Regions from separate parts of the Oryctolagus cuniculus genome. Here region 1 is linked to region 2. Evidence: chromatin contacts called from public Hi-C data. All regions are on one chromosome and are shown on one strand. The core of a region is the stretch at or near the end of the contact, and the rest is flanking DNA. Distances in the headings are between cores, read along the strand shown.

Evidence for each region. A called contact is a pair of places that touch in the nucleus more often than the background predicts.
Region 1: a contact with region 2 is called in a Hi-C map of an unstated tissue, with 1.6 times the contacts expected there. The contact joins the enhancer-like site here to the promoter of XYLT1 in region 2. A contact is called at or near these places in 2 of 6 Hi-C or Micro-C datasets (ear pinna and an unstated tissue).

The regions. Positions count from the first base shown.
Region 1 is chr19:20,292,102-20,296,290 of mOryCun1.1, reverse strand. All of the region lies in intron 1 of XYLT1 (xylosyltransferase 1), which reads right to left. Among named protein-coding and RNA genes, the nearest start is that of XYLT1, 57 kb to the right of the region's middle. Within about 2 kb of position 1,585, at least 1 of the 8 cell types and tissues checked has an H3K27ac peak or open chromatin away from gene starts, as enhancers often do.
Region 2 is chr19:20,235,234-20,239,430 of mOryCun1.1, reverse strand. XYLT1 (xylosyltransferase 1) reads right to left here and starts at 2,064. Exons shown (of 12, transcript XM_070064777.1): 1 at 1,312-2,064. The coding sequence starts at 1,665.

The DNA.
Region 1 (4,189 bases), core at 336-2,835, 57 kb before region 2:
TATTTAGACACAATTCTCCATTGAGACCCAGGCTCAGGACCTCAAGTCTCATGGCTGAAACACTGGACTTATCTGTGGGGCCAGAGGCTAGCTGGGGACAAAGCTGTCTGCTGGGTTAGGGACAATCAGACTGTGTCTCTGTGCCATCCAGACCACAGCCACGGAGAATTATTTAAGTCCGCCCTGGGAAACCACAGTGAGGGCAGAAAAATCTATGTGTGCGTGTGTATGGTGAGTGGAGTGGAGGGAGACTTGGGGAGAGGGTGACAAGCCCAGGAGAGCTCGTGAGGACACAGGACTGAAGGAGGACAGATACCCTGCACCCTCCCTCATGGGACAGGAAGGGCTGAGCAGCCCCTGATGGGACCAAGAGCTTCAGACACTACCGATGTCCCACCTCAGAACTCTAGGAGCTGGGTCACTGGTTCAGAAAGTGAGAGAGAAAGCAGACACGGGTCCTATCCCGGTGGACATTGGGAGTTGAGGCACACGGACAGTGACATGCAGGCCGAGAAGTGGCACGCCCAGCCACAACAGTGACAGCAGCCGTAACTGACATGGTACCAACTGCTGACATGGGGCCAGGAGTTGTCTCATTTTTTTTAAAAAAGTTATTTATTTTTCATTTATTTGAAGGTGGGGAGAGGGGGCAAAGGGGAGAGAGAAAGAGAGAATATCCCTTCTACCAGTTCACTCCCCAAATACGTGCACCAGCTCGGGCCAGGCCAGGCAGAAGCTGCAAGCTAGGAACTCAATCCAGGTCTCCCTCATGGGTGGCAGAGACCCCATTTCTTGAGCCATCCTTGCTGTGTCCCAGGGTGTGCATTAACAGGGAGCTGAGATCTGCAGCAGAGCTTGGACCGGAGCCCAGGCATTCCAGAAAGGGACACGGAGTCCTGCATGGTGGCTTCACCATTGCACTGAACGCCTGCCCCAGCAGAGGCCTCAATGAACCTTCATGACTATCCCATGAGTTGAGAACAGTGACCACCTCCATTACACAGTGAGAAAACCGAGGCCGTGGGGACTCAAGTCGCTCTGTCAATGTCACATGGCAACCAAGCAGCGAAGTTGTGACTTGAGTCCAGGCAGCCCGTCCATCTCAGGAAGACAGCTCTGCACACACACTCATGCACACAAGAACACACACACGCACATAATATGCAGGGTTAAGCCCATTTGAAGTAGGTGTGCACATTCACAGACATGCAAACATAGTACAGAGTTATCAAGACAGGCATCAATATATAGACACAGAGCTGGAGCCAGGCGCACCTGCACACTCTCTGCAAACAAAGGCTGTGCCTCTGCACACCTGTGGGGGGCGCCAGTCACATGGACTACAGAGCACACACATGTGCGAGATTGCTGGCCACAAGCATGTAGCTTTCTGCAGGGATAACTCAGATGAGAAAAACGGTATTCAGAGATCCCCTGGCGAGGCAAGCGGCGGCCTGGCCACCCCGGGCCACCTCTCTACACAGCTGACACTGTGGATCAATGGCGCGGCTGTGCGGAGGAGGGCTGTGACACCGCGCAGCCAGCTCCTGCTGAGCAATGAATGTGGCGCTTGTCAGCTCTGCCCCAGGCGGCCGCACAACACGCTGCCCTGTTTCTGCTGGACTGGGGGCCCTGCATCCGCTCCAGCCCTCATTTTCACGTCTTTCTTCCCAGCAGACACAAGGCCTGCTCAGTTTTGCAGAGCTGGCACGGCGGCCAGGTCCTGGTCGAGGGAGAAGGCCCTGAAAAGTCACTTTATAAAACAGCCCTGCTCACGGAGGCCGAGCCACGAGGCCTGGGCGGCTGACTTTCCATTCAGCACACGCCCCACCCAGAGACGGGGCTCTGTCACAGCCAGCCCTTGTTCTCACCGGCCGTGAGCCCTGGGGAGTCGGAATTCACGGGGCCTGCATGGTGAGCACCCTTGGCAGCAGACCTGGCTCCTGGCGTCTTCCTCAGTGTGTGTTGGGGCGGGGGCGGGGTGGGGGTGCAGCTTGCTGTGGTCAGCTGAGCCCCACCTGGGGCAGGCGCTCAAAGACGTTCATTCACAGCAGGGGCTCCTGTGAGCCAGGAGACACCCAAGCTGAGACAGGCCAGGCAGAGTCTGTGTCGCTTGCGGTGGCTGGGAGAGACAGGGAGAGGACCTGGAGCCAGAGACCAGCAGAAGCCAGGGAGGGAAGGGGAGGCCGCTGGTGCACACGGAGAGCCAGCGAGAAGAGGGGCAGAAACTGCTCCTCCATTTCTCTCGGCTACCTCCCAACCATGGAAAGGAGTCACGTTCAGATGTCGTTTGTATGTGCACTAATCTATTCATTCAACAAACACTGGGTGCCCACTGTGTGGCCGGGGTGGTTGTTTCAGCCACCGGGAACCTAGCGGTCAATGACACCGTCTCCACCATGATGTTGCTTGCTCTCAAAATTCCCAACCTCTCCCCAGCCCCCAATACACCGCCATGTGACTTAGTGGCTGCCGCGCCTCCTGTCTGTGCTTCTCAAGGTCTCTCCCAAGATCTCGAGGGATCAGACTGTGGCAGCCACCAAAGTCCCAGGTGGGGCCAAGACTTCTGCTGGAGAATCCAGGAGAGGGGCAGGGAGCCGATGAGTCGTGTGCTCATGTGGGAAGCAGGTGGGGAGGCGCGTGGAGCCGCGGAGGCCCCCTGCAACCTGCCCCAGAACACGGAGCTGCGGGCCAACACGCACAGCAAGGCTCGGGAAGAAGGCGAGCAGCCAGTGAAAGGGTTAATTCCAACGAAGAAGAAAAGCAGCAGCCTTTTCTTCTTATTCATTCCGTGTTCATTCAACACATTATTCCGTGTGCTTAGAGTGTGTGAACAGTGGGCTGGGTATGGAGACCCAACAGGAAAAGGAAACAAAAGAACAGAGCTGTCTCTCTGCACGCACGAGGGTCTTTAACCCGTTCGTGTCGTCATTCTTTTCTAACTTCTAGGTAGCTCACTGTCCATGTGTGGCCTCTTGCTGAAGCACGCACAGCCAAGGGCATCAGGGGGACAGAGTTTGGAGACCGCACATGTCTTTTTTTTTTTTTTTTTTTTAACCATAATGGCCAAGGCTGGGCCACCCGGAAGCTAGAAGCCTAGAACTCCATCTAGGTCTTCCATGTGAGTGGCAGGGGCCCAAGGACTTGAGCCATCCTCCACTGCTTTCCCAGGCGCATGAGCAGGGAGCTGGATGGGAAGCGGAGCAGCTGGGACTCGAACCAGTGCTCCAATATGGGACGCTGAGGTCGCAGGCAGCAGCTTCAGTGGCCACACCACAATGCTGGCCCTCAGATAGGTCCGTCATAATTCAGGCTTTGCGACTTTCTGCTTGTGTGTCCCTGGGCAAGTTACCTGGCTGCTCAGAGCCTCAGTGACATGCCCTTTAAAATGAGAACAACATAAAATTTTTTTAAGGAATAAATGAGTCTTGTTTTTTAAAGCGCCTACTAAGCCCAGGGCCGTGAGCTCAATGAGAACCGACTAAATGGTAGATGAGGGCTCTTAGAAAAAAAAAAAAAAAAAAAAAAAAAAAAAAAACATGGAAAACGAAGTGAAAAGCTAAGTTTCCTTTGGTGCACTCCCCACCAAGAACAAAAATCTGAAATCCATGCATACACAGGATCTTCAGAAAGTTCACAGAAAATGCATCCAAGGAAAATGCATCCAAGCATGGATTTCAGATTGTTTTGCACCAAAATACACTTATTTTTCAAGTCTATTTTTCCATGAACATTCTGAAGTGCCCTAAAATGTTCTTGAAATCTCCTAGCCAACACCTTGGGAAGAGTCCAGCTGCAAGGATCTGTGTGGGCTCAAAGCTGGCTCCCTTGTGGTTCACAGGCATTGGGGAGTTTCACATCTGGGGTGCCTGACACTGTTCCTCACCAGTGACCCAGGGACCAGCCTCAAACCAGGAAAATTTCCCCCAGTATCCAAACCTCGCCGCAAGAACCACAATATCCTTGGCTGGCGTGTTTTTTAGCTGCAAGAAGAAGAACAGGAAATGTCAGATACCGGGGGAAGGGATCAGGAGCACTTCCTGTGACCCTCGTGGGCCTGCACTATTCTGCGTTCAGACACCAGATTTAGACAACACTGAGAACCCAAATCGGGCTCTGGAAACTGGGCCAAAGAATCTGCCCATAATGACACACATCAGAACTGGAGAACATCTCAGTCCGAGGGGGG
Region 2 (4,197 bases), core at 815-3,314:
GCTGGCAGTACCTGCCCCTGACGCCTCCACCCCACCTCCTTGTAGGGCTCCTGAGTTCAGCGGGAACTTGTAGTTACGTTTCTGCCAGTTCACATCACGATCAACTCCAGGAGTCAGAAGGCATTCGCTCACAACACCCTTCCCTGACAATGTCCTGGGGCTCCCTGCACCCCACAGAGCAGTGGGAAATGCCATCACATCCCGCCCCAGGGCTGGCTCCAGGCACAGAGAGCCACACGCTGGCACAGAGGGTCACGCAAACTCTGAAGAAGTTGAGCAGCTCAGAAAGTGTCACGCTGTGCACGGAGGCGGTCTTCAGTGAGGGCTCCCAACGTGACACACGGCAGGGACAAGCGCTTGGTCCCTAAGGAAGCTGAAGTCTCACAGGCACACACACCGCCCCGTGTCTGATATCCTTCAGATTCCAGGCAAATCCCTGCAGGCAGGCAAGTGGCATGCTCCAGACAGACACCCAGCACATCAGCTGTGCCTGAAGACAGAGGCTCACACCCACCTGCCTGAGCTGAGTGAGACCCTGGCCCGCTGCCTGCTCTCAGGAAGGAGGTGTGAAGGGCATCCCTGGAGAAGTTGGAGACAGGGAGGAAGGCCAAGAAGCGGAAGGACCCCAGACGGGCTTCGCCAGACAGGTTCAAAGCTAAACCGTTCACATACCAGAAGGGCGGGATGGAGGGACACAACACACACAGGACAGAGAGAGGGAAGTGGCTCGCAGAAGTGAAGGGCCATGTCCCAGAATTGGAAACGAAGAGGAGGTAAAAAGAAAGAGACAGAGACAGAGCGAGCGAGCGAGCGAGCGAGAGATGGGAGAACATGGTTGGAGATAGAAGGTTCAGCTGGCCACCAAGGGGACACACGACACCCAGAGTGAGCCCAGGTATCCCCGACTGAGTCTTGATTCAGGGGCGTGCACCCCAGCCTCCACACCAGGCCAGAGCGAGCAGGGGACTCAGCTGTCTGCACCCAACTCGGCAAAGAGATGCAGCTGCGGGAGCCACCCCTGAGCAGCGGCTGAGGCTCCGGGCGCGATGCACACACCAGGCAGCGAGCGTCGCACCAGCAGCCCCACGCGTGCTACACAGGTCAGGGCAACCGCCAGGCACCCGGAGAACAGAAACCCCAGCTGGCTCCGGTCACCTCCCAGGGCGCGTCCCCTGGAAATAACTTCCCCAGACCCCCAGCAGCAGTCCTCAACCGGCAGGGGCCCCAGGGGATATGAGGAGAGCCGGCACCAGGGTCCAAGGGCTGCCCTCCCGCCTCCCCGCGAGGTGCCAGCCCAGAGGGGGATCTTACCAGTGCCCGGGAGGGCAGTGCCCCGCGGCGGGCCGGAGGCTGCGCCCGCGGATCTCCGGGGCCGCCTCCCCGCGCCCGCGGCCCCCGTCCTCCTCCTCCGCCGCCGCCGCCGCCACCTCCTCGGGCTGCAGCCGGCTCGGCGGGCAGGTCCCGGCGCTCCCGGTGCGGGGCCGGGGCCGGGGGCGGCTGCTCGGCGCCGCCGGCTGCTGCGCCCGCACGGCGCTCGCCGGCCCCGGAGTCGAGGCTGCTGAAATTCCACACGATCAGCGTCTGCAGCAGCAGCACCGTGAGCGCCGCGAGCAGCGCCGAGTGAGAGCGCCGGGCCAGCCTCCGGGCGCACGGCGCCGCCACCATCTTCGGAGCACGGCGGGCGAGCGGGGCGCGGGGACCCCCGGCGCGCTCCGGGCTGCCCCCGCACTGCCCGCGGCTCCCGCTGCCGCCGGCTGCTGCTCGGGCTCCCACTCGAGCCGCCGCCGCCTCGGCTCGCCGCGCTCCTCCTCCTCCGCCGCCGCCGCCGCCGCCACCGCCGCCTCCACCGCCGCGGCGCGGAGTTTTCAGACGGGCAGGGACCCGGACGTCACCAGGAGGAGGGGAAGGCTGGGAGGCGGGAGCCGGAGGCCGCGGTGGGGGCGGCGGGAGCGCGCGCGCGCGCGCGTGCGGGGCCGGGGCTCCAGAGGAGGGGGCGCGTAGCCCGCGCGGCTCCCCTCTCCCCTACACTCTGGTCCCAGCCAGGAGGGGCGGGCGATGGGGCAGGGCAGGGGCCGGGTGCCCCTGGGCTGGGGCAGAGAGAGGCGGGGCTGGGGGCGGAGCCGAGGTGCGGAAGGGAGGAGGGAAAGGGGAGGGCGGCGACTGGGGCAGTTGAACACCTCCAGCACCGGAGTGGGAACGCGGAGGAGGGCCGGCGGCGGCGAGGACAGTGGGGCAGCTCGGGAGCGGGTGGGCTCGCTCCACATCCAGGGCGTCTGGAAGCGGCGGGTCCGGAGAGCTGCCTTCCCGAGTGGCGAGCAGGCGGGAGGCGGGTGAACAGAGCGGGGCTTTTTGCCCGGAGTTTGCCGTCCCGGCGGCGAGTGGAGGCGAGAGGCCAGGACCCCAGCCACCCGGGGTCCCAGCTGGACCCCTGGATCCCAGCTGTTAGGGTGGGAAGAGGCTTTGCCTAGCGCCTGGGATTGATGCGCGCCAGCGCGTGAGTGACTCCTGAATCACACGCCCACCCCTGGCGGAGTACTCGGCGCTCACTGAGTCACTGCGCTGGTCCCTGCGGACTCACGAGGCAACAGACTCCATGCCCGGCAAAGTGCTTTAGTGTGAAAAAGGAGACCCGTGGGCTTTCCTTCGCAGGCTGAAAGCCCCGGAGTTCGTGCCCCGCACTGCACCCACCCGGAAGCCCGCCTTCTGCCTACACATGGCTCACTCCTGGGGAATGGGTCTTGTCCTTTCCAGTCCTGGCCCCTCTTTCCTGGTGACCTTGAGCGGGGAGGGCTCCTCCTAGCCTGAGCTGCCTCTTCCCAGCTCCAGCTGCATCCCCAGCAGGCCCTGAATCAATGCATCCGGTCTTTCCCGCCCCTGTTCTCCGGTCCAGGGTTTTGCATGCAGCCACGCGGGATGGGGTTGGCAACCTGTGCAGGACTTGCACGCCCTGTGGGAATGCAGCACATCAGGTCCACGGTGCTTTTTGACCTCATCCTGATTTTAAGGGAAGCCAGTGGAGTGCAAAGAGGATCCACTAGAGAGCGAGGTAGGGAGTGATGATCAGGTCATCGCCTCCACAAGCATCCATGAACACTAACCTGTGTCACACAGCCGGCCAGGCTCAGCGCTCCAGACGTGAGCCAGCACTGAGCTCCCCTCCCCCGAGCAACTGCACGCAGGTGTCAGTTACTGAACTTTAGTGGAACTGGGACAGGCGTCTGACCCGCTAGTTAAGACCCCATGCGGGATGCCTGAGTCCCATGTTGGAGTCCCTGGTTCAAGTCCCAGGTCCTCTTCTGATTCCAGCTTCCTTCTAACAGGCTCCTTTGGAGGTAGCAGAAGATGGCCCAAGTGGTTGGGCCCCTAGCACCCATGTAGGAGACCTGGATTGAGTTCCATCCTGGCTTTGGCCTGGCCCAGCCCTGGCTGTTAAAGGTGTTCAGAGTATAAAGCAGTGGATGGAAGATCTCTTTCTCTCCCCCTCTCCCTTTCAGATAGTAAACAAATAAAAACTTTTAAAGATTTATTTATTCATTCAAAATGCAGAGTTTGGGGGGGTGGAGACACAAGAGAGATCTTCCATCTGCTGGTTTACTCCCCAAATGGCCACAACAGCCAGGGCTAGGCCAAGCCAAAGCCAGGAACCAGGAGCTTCTTACAGGTCTCCCATATGGGTGCAGGTCCCAAGGAATTGGGCCATCCTCCACCACCTTCCCAGGCACATCAGCAAGGAGCTGGATTGGAAGTGGAACAGTCAGGACTCAAACCAGCACCCATACAGGATGCCAGCATTACTGGTGGTGGCTTAGCCCACGACACCACAACACCGGACCCAACAAAATCTTTTAAATGTAATGAGGCTGGCATCACTACAGGGACATGCCCAAAGTTCTTAAGGTTCACCAGAGAGAGGAAGGTACTGGAGTGACCCCCAGGAAAATGTTTTCTGGACCCATGCATCTTAGCCAACCGACTTCCCTGAACTAGGAGTGCCGGATGCAAACTCGATGGGATTCCTAGCTCCTGACCAGAGGGAGCCTTCGGAGTATCTACAGCCTGGCCCAGTAGGTTCAGCGCGTCTACTGAGGAATGGGATAGAGGCACACAGGCCAGCTCCCAGGGCCACCAGTCTCCTGCCACCTCTTTATCAGGTGGGAATCTTTGGATTGCAAGCAAGAAAACACCCCTCTTAAAAAG